2 separate regions of the Zea mays genome follow, and region 2 is linked to region 1. The links are chromatin contacts, called in public Hi-C maps. All regions are on one chromosome and are shown on one strand. The core of a region is the stretch at or near the end of the contact, and the rest is flanking DNA. Distances in the headings are between cores, read along the strand shown. Region 1 holds the start of LOC100193383. Region 2 holds the start of LOC103630430 (delta-1-pyrroline-5-carboxylate synthase-like).

What was found. Hi-C and Micro-C count contacts between places; a contact is called where the count stands out from the background.
Region 2: a Hi-C map of ear shows a contact between it and region 1, with 1.9 times the contacts expected there. The contact joins the promoter of LOC103630430 here to the promoter of LOC100193383 in region 1. A contact is called at or near these places in 4 of 25 Hi-C or Micro-C datasets (bundle sheath, ear, leaf and 1 more).

Annotation. Positions count from the first base shown.
Region 1 is chr6:162,051,247-162,054,467 of Zm-B73-REFERENCE-NAM-5.0, reverse strand. LOC100193383 reads left to right here and starts at 1,654. Exons shown (of 6, transcript NM_001138512.1): 1 at 1,654-1,906; 2 at 2,162-2,249; 3 at 2,404-2,564; 4 at 2,657-2,708; 5 at 2,788-2,841. The coding sequence starts at 1,811. The coding sequence ends at 2,804.
Region 2 is chr6:162,321,986-162,325,587 of Zm-B73-REFERENCE-NAM-5.0, reverse strand. It overlaps LOC103630430 (delta-1-pyrroline-5-carboxylate synthase-like), which reads left to right and starts at 2,006. Exons shown (of 20, transcript NM_001352327.1): 1 at 2,006-2,209; 2 at 2,897-2,968; 3 at 3,088-3,294; 4 at 3,378-3,539. The coding sequence starts at 2,150.

The DNA of each region.
Region 1 (3,221 bases), core at 405-2,904:
GAAAGACACCATCGTTTGTAACATCAATTGTTTCAATAAATTATGTTATGTATTAAATACATTTTGAAATTGCATTTAATTAAAGTATAGATGTTAACATAATTTTAAGAAAAAACTTAATCAAAATCACAAAAATTTAACTTACTACAGAATCAATTTGGAACAAATGCAGTAGTTCGGGTTTAGATTATCTTTTCCATAAGGTTTTCACCTTTGAGTTGTAATTTGGCGGGGATGACATTTGTCAAAAGTAGACTGAACATCAGGTAGAGTTGTATCAAGGCCAGGTTATAGATTGTTTGGCACAGTCCACAATTAATTCGTATATAGTGTCGGGTTGGGTCAGGTTGGTCTGTGCCTTCCTGTGGAACGCGTCGTCGAGTCGTTTTTTTTTTGCTTTGGGTCGTGTTTTCGGTTAGGTCGTGTTTTGGATAAAAAATCATGGATTGTATCTATGCCATGGATTGTTGCGGGCCAAAACGTATGGTCTATTCCCGCCCATCATATTGTTTGGGTTAGGTTTTTTTGGCGAGCTAGACCAGGGCGATCGAGTCGAGGGGCCCATACTTAAGTACAGTAAAAAAATTATCTATAGTTATGATATTCGAACTTGTGTTACCAATAATTTATTTCTATGTTTTTTTATTAATTCCTATAACAACATGAGTGAGTCTAAAAAATGAAACTAGTTTGGGAAACAAATGACACATAGGTACTATAACGACATGCCAGCTAAAGGGGCAGCTAAAAGCAAGATAGCTAGTGTATCCAACAGGGAAGACATAGAGAGCAACCATTTTAGATAAGATGACAAAAAAGGTTAAATAAAAGCTAGCAAGGGGTATCTATTTTCATACATGTCTCTATGATAGAGAAGTACCACCATCCACCAACCCAATACCAGTACTATTTGACATAAATATAGATCGTAAAATGGCTTCTCTCCTGAATACACTAACAAGATAACCAACTAAACTATTGATGGCAGCCACGATGTTTGGTTCCACTCAAATAAAGTTTAGTCCTATTACATCGATGATAGTTGAGTCTTACATATAGTCTAATTATAAAAATAATTACATAAATAAAGACTAAAAGACGAAATAAATATATTAATCCTAACTAAGACTATATGTAATACTTATACTTGATATCCAAATATTTGATTTAACACAATCTAAACTTTTGTCTGTTGAACTAAATACTTCCTAAATGTCGCTAAAATGACTTCTTTCTAATGGAGGCCAAGGCTTGAATTCAGAGTCGTCCTTGAAATTTCGCGAGTATTATCAACCGCTTAAGAGTATGTACAATTCTAAAACGGTGGTTCGGTTTTTCAACTACAAAAGACAGCTAAGAGACTATATGATATAATTCTGATCCACTAAATCATAAATACAATTAAAAACATTATGTATAAAGAGTCATATAAAGAGAGTCCATCTTTTTTTTCACTTATAAACTCTTAAAACCCCCTCAAAAGCGTGTACATCCCCTAGCTATGCACTATTGCACTCTGCCAAGTCTGCAGGAGGATGAAAGCGAAACACAATTTTCTCCATCCAGCCCCCTTAAGATCTAGGAAATAGCGATACCGGGCTCCGTCGAGGCCTTTAAATGCCGGCACAGATGTTGGCCGGAGCAGGACGCCACGAGGCGAACAACCAACTGCTTCCTTCCGCGCCGCCGCCGCCTACAACGACCACTTCACGTGACTTACCTCTTCTCCGCCTCAAGTGTTCACGGCTCCATCCTCTCTAGAGTCTAAGCCCATCTCGCGAAGCCGCTAACGCCGAAAACGACCCTACATATGGAGGCGAAGAAGTCGGGTCCCGCCGCTGCCGGAGCCGCGGCGCCGCCGCCGGCTAACGGGTACTTCAGCACCGTCTTCTCCGCGTCGCCTGCGGTACGGGGCCGTCTCTTCACACCATCGTTCTGATGGATTCTTGGGGTCTTAGGGATCTTTTTCGTGGTTAGTGAATTGGTGCGATTTGCTGATGAGTCCGTTACTATGTTACGATTTGCGGAGTGAGCTCAACGTTTTTTTTCTCAATTTAAGTCTGATGATGAGGGATAATTTTGATAACAGAGGGAGCTATATGATTCTGTAAAATCTATTTGGATATGACGCTGACACTGTGGCTTCTGTTTTGCATTCAAGGGGAGCGCAAATGACGCAAAGCAGGCCGACCTGTACACGATGCTGAACAAGCAGAGCTCCAGAGGGCAGAATGGCAGTGGCATTACAGGTAGTTCTGGGTACTCCTGTCTATTTGATATATTTCTCTTCGATTTAGGTTGTGTTCACAAGCAAAGCGATACTTAGAACCTTTTTTTACCATCTTAGCTTAGCATTAATCTGGAGCATTTGATGTAAGTATGAAAGTTTAAATTCATGGTCAGATGGCAAATCACACGGCCGCCCTACTTACAAGGATGGAAAACATGCTTATCCAAATGACTCGTCAGAATCCCCTTACTTCGGTTCGTCCGTGCATTACGGTGGTCGGGAATTCTACAGCAGCACGTTACAGAAGCAGCCAGCCAATGAACCCCAGACAAAAGTACGTAGAACCTTTTTTATATATAAGTAATACATACCAATATACCATTTGGAGCACTGAAGTCTAATGTTTCTTTTGAATTTTAAATCCAGTACAAGGAGGACAAGTCGGATGGCTCTGCTACTAGAGGTGATTGGTGGCAAGGTATCATTGCATTAAGTTGTGTATTATCCTGAGTATACATGGGATGCATATGTACTCACTTGCTAGACTGCACTTTCAGGTTCACTTTATTACTGAACAATCTGCTGGGAACTCTCCTTTTTTTGTGAACAAGGTATACCATATATAGGACACATCATAGTTTCCAATTTGTGCTTTCCATTAGTAGTGCATTCCATTTTGAGTTATGTCCTTGTCAATGTCAACAACATCATACAGTTGTGTTTAGTTTGTTAACACCAGCATTTCAACCCATACTTACATCTTAACCAGCCTAGACTATATACTTCGACTTCAGAAGTTGTTCGGGGTTTTTTTGATAACAAATGATAGTTTGATAGTCTTCATACAAGTAACCCAATTGTGAGACATGCAGGATATGATGTAGAAGCTAAGTCCTAGAATTTTTTTCTGTCCCCAGGGATACTGCCCTTGATCATCTATCCAGCTTAGGTGTCCTATTCCAATCTTAGGAAGCTCAAAACATATCTTTCT
Region 2 (3,602 bases), core at 757-3,256, 270 kb before region 1:
GAGAGTATTTTTTACAACATTTTTTTATAATTATTAACCTTAGACTCCCTATTTATAGACATTTACTATATTTATTATACCCGTATATATAAGAACGTGTATATATATGCACATTTTAAATATGAAGTTCAACGGTTGTTGTTTATACATTTTTTTCATGAATCAAATGGTAGATCGGTTATGATTTTTTTCTATGCTTTGAATTTAATTTTGAAAAAAAAATGCTAATGCAACCCTGTATGGATTTTATACCATGTATTTGCAAAAAAATAAAACTTTGAATAATTGCACTAGAACCATGGTACACGGTCTATGAATTCTCTAAATCCTGCACAATTTAGACTTATCGCTATTTAGAGTTTCATATTTGTTTTCCTAACATAGTGAGTTTTTGGATGAACGAATGATTGGTATTAATCTTCAGAATTTATATATATCACGATCCTAAAAAATGCCAGGGTGTTTCTAATAGCATTTTGCCTAACTATTCATTCTATTTTTGTGACTTACTACTCGTCTACACGTAGTAAACCTTATATGCACATGATTCAGTTATATGCATACCTTCATAAATTAACAAGGCATATTCCGGACTTCCATAATGGCAACATCATATAGGACAGTCATTGTTAAATCCTAGTATGCTATTCAACTGTCACACAGGAGTGTGGAGCGGACCTTGCATTATAGCTTCTGATATTACTCTCAAAGTTAAATCATAAAATTAATATGTGATTCACTGCATGAGAAAAATATAGAAGATAACCTGTATTATGTTTGCATGATATTAGAAGTACTTTATGTATTCTAGCTCACATCATTTAATATATAGCGATTCCTATATTTTAATATATGTGTGGAATTTTTTCATAAAATTTTATTATAGAATATATAAATGGGTCTCGGCTAGTCGGGGATAGGTAAGGCTTGTTTTGGAACTAGCAATTTTAGAGAAATTATACAGGAATTTCATAAAGTTAGTTTAATTTTATAGAAAAAACGCAGGAAACAAAAAAATCGTCTCATTTCAAAGAAGCCCTAAATTCTGATTTATATTAAGGTCATGATATCTTACATCTCTGCATCTTTGGTATCTACCCTGTGGGACGGTAAAGCCGTAAAAGGCCAGCCGGCAGCCCATCGCGACCGCGCCGTGGCGAGCTGCGCCAAAATGCCGCGGCGCCGGCCGCGTGGATGCCCTTTTGGCTTTTTGCACTGTCTGTGTCAGGGGATGGCGCCTGCTGGCTGTGAGCTCAGATTCCACCCCCATCAGATCAGGTTGCCAAAGATGTTTGTCGCGTCGCGTGCGCCATATTTTCCACGGAGGCACGGCAATGTTGTCGTGCACCGCCAGGCGCCAGCACCCTCCGAGCTCGCCAGAGGCATCCAAAACCGGGTCAAGACGAAAAGTATATTATAGATCCATCACGCCCGGTCGTCAATCGCTGACCATTCGTGCGTGCCACCTACACAGTTCCCATCGCGATCCCGTATAGTGGCCGATCCCTCGCTGTCCCTGTCCCCTTTCGGCCTTTCCCATTGTTCATGAGCGTGGCATGTCAATGCAGCTCGCACAGCGTCGCGTTTGGACTTTGGAGTCCGGCTCGCCCGGTTGCTGAACACGACAGAGACCTGCACAAGCGTTCGCTTCTGACAGCTGCTGTGTAAATACGAGAACGCCAGTGTACGAGAGGAAGCCAAAAATACGTATCGTAAAATAATATATAATAATGCATGTAAACACAACAATCTACAACAGGCTTTAAAAATATGTTTTTTCCTCTGAACATTCTAGATTTATTATCTCAATGGTTTCGTTTCTTTCTATGATCCATATTTTACATAGTGACACGACACAAGCCTCAGTCAGGCGTTCCCCTTTTCCTTTGTGTACTGTTATTTGTTTATTGGATTTATTTAAAGCATAATTATCCGATGTGGTAGGTGGGTCCTACTAGTCAGTTGAAAGCTATAAAATCGCGCTTCAAAGACCTGTCCTCTCTCCACTCCTTGCGATTGCGGCGACGAGAGACGAGAGAGAGGGAGGTGCCGAAAAAAAAAACGGACAAGAGAGGGCGAAGTTAACACTAACAGGGAGGGCAGACGGAGAACCAGGAGCGGCGTCGAGCTAAAAGCCCCGGCGGCGGTCATGGCCACCGCAGACCAGAGCCGTATTTTCATGAAGGACGTCAAACGCGTCATCATCAAGGTGATTGGGTGATGATTGGATCGTTCGATTGGCGCGGCCGAACTGTTAGATCTAAATCGCGATTTTTTTTGGTTCTATCCGCATTGCGTTGTTCATATCTGAAGGAACGCTGTGTTTTATAATCTTGTTTTAGCGCGAATAGTTCTTGAATAACCGTGTTCGATTTTGGGTTTCTCTTCGTCTAGTCAGGCAGCAGGGTTTTGTCTGGGTTTTAATTTTTTTTTGCTTCTATCATTATAGTCGAGTTGACGGGTCGATGGTGAAAGTTGATACGTTCACTCCTGCGTTTGGAATTTGGTTGCCGTAATCTTTACTTTGTGATTTGTGTCAGATGGGAAATGCGTAAAGAAGCCATCCTTTCTGAATCTGATGTGCTCTTTTTTCGTATGCGAATCAACTCGTTCGAATTCCCTGATTGTTTCTTCTCTGTTTTTTTTTTGGGGAATGTCGGGTGGCAGCTGGGGAATCCTATTCCTATCTATGGAATTGAACGTGTCCGGGAAAAAGAGGGAATTGAACGGGCTGAACGGGCCCGGGAAAAAGTGGGTTGTTTTTGCGGGGTTGGGAGCAAACATGTTACATGTGTTGGTATTGCCATCGCTGAAAGCATTTGTGAATTACCTTATCCGTCTGAGATCTTCTTTGGTTGGTTTTGATTACAGCTGATTCTTACCTTGTTCACAACAGGTGGGCACTGCAGTTGTCACGAGGCATGATGGGCGAGTATCCACAGGCAATTTTGGTGTTCTTTGTGAACAGGTAGCAATTCTAGTCCAAACTTTCATAATGTTCCATCAAAGATTCTTAGCCAAATATGTTAGTTTATAGGATCCTCTGTGGAGGACACCCTACAAAATATTCTCCGCAATGCTTTGCAGGTGAAAGAGATAAATGCTCTAGGATACGAGGTGATCATTGTGTCCTCAGGTGCTGTTGGTGTGGGGAAGCAGAGGCTCAATTACAGGAAGCTTGTCAATAGCAGCTTTGCTGATATGCAAAAGCCACAGACGGAGCTGGATGGAAAGGCTTGCGCTGCCGTTGGACAGAGTGGCCTCATGGCTCTCTATGATATGCTATTTACTCAAGTGTGTTTGTTAACTTGCTATCCAAATTTGTCGTCAGTTCTGCGCCTTGTCCATATGTTAATGTTGAGCTTCCCATGATGCAGCTTGATGTATCCTCTTCCCAACTTCTTGTGACAGACAGTGATTTTGAGAATCCAAACTTCAGGGAGAGGCTTCGTGAAACTGTTGAGTCACTATTAGATCTTAAAGTTGTACCAATATTTAATGAAAATGATGCCATCAGCACCAGAAAGGCTCCGTATGAGGTTTGTGTTGTACCATGCATGACATTAAATTTCAACAATATTTGCTGCACTGCTTGATAAATG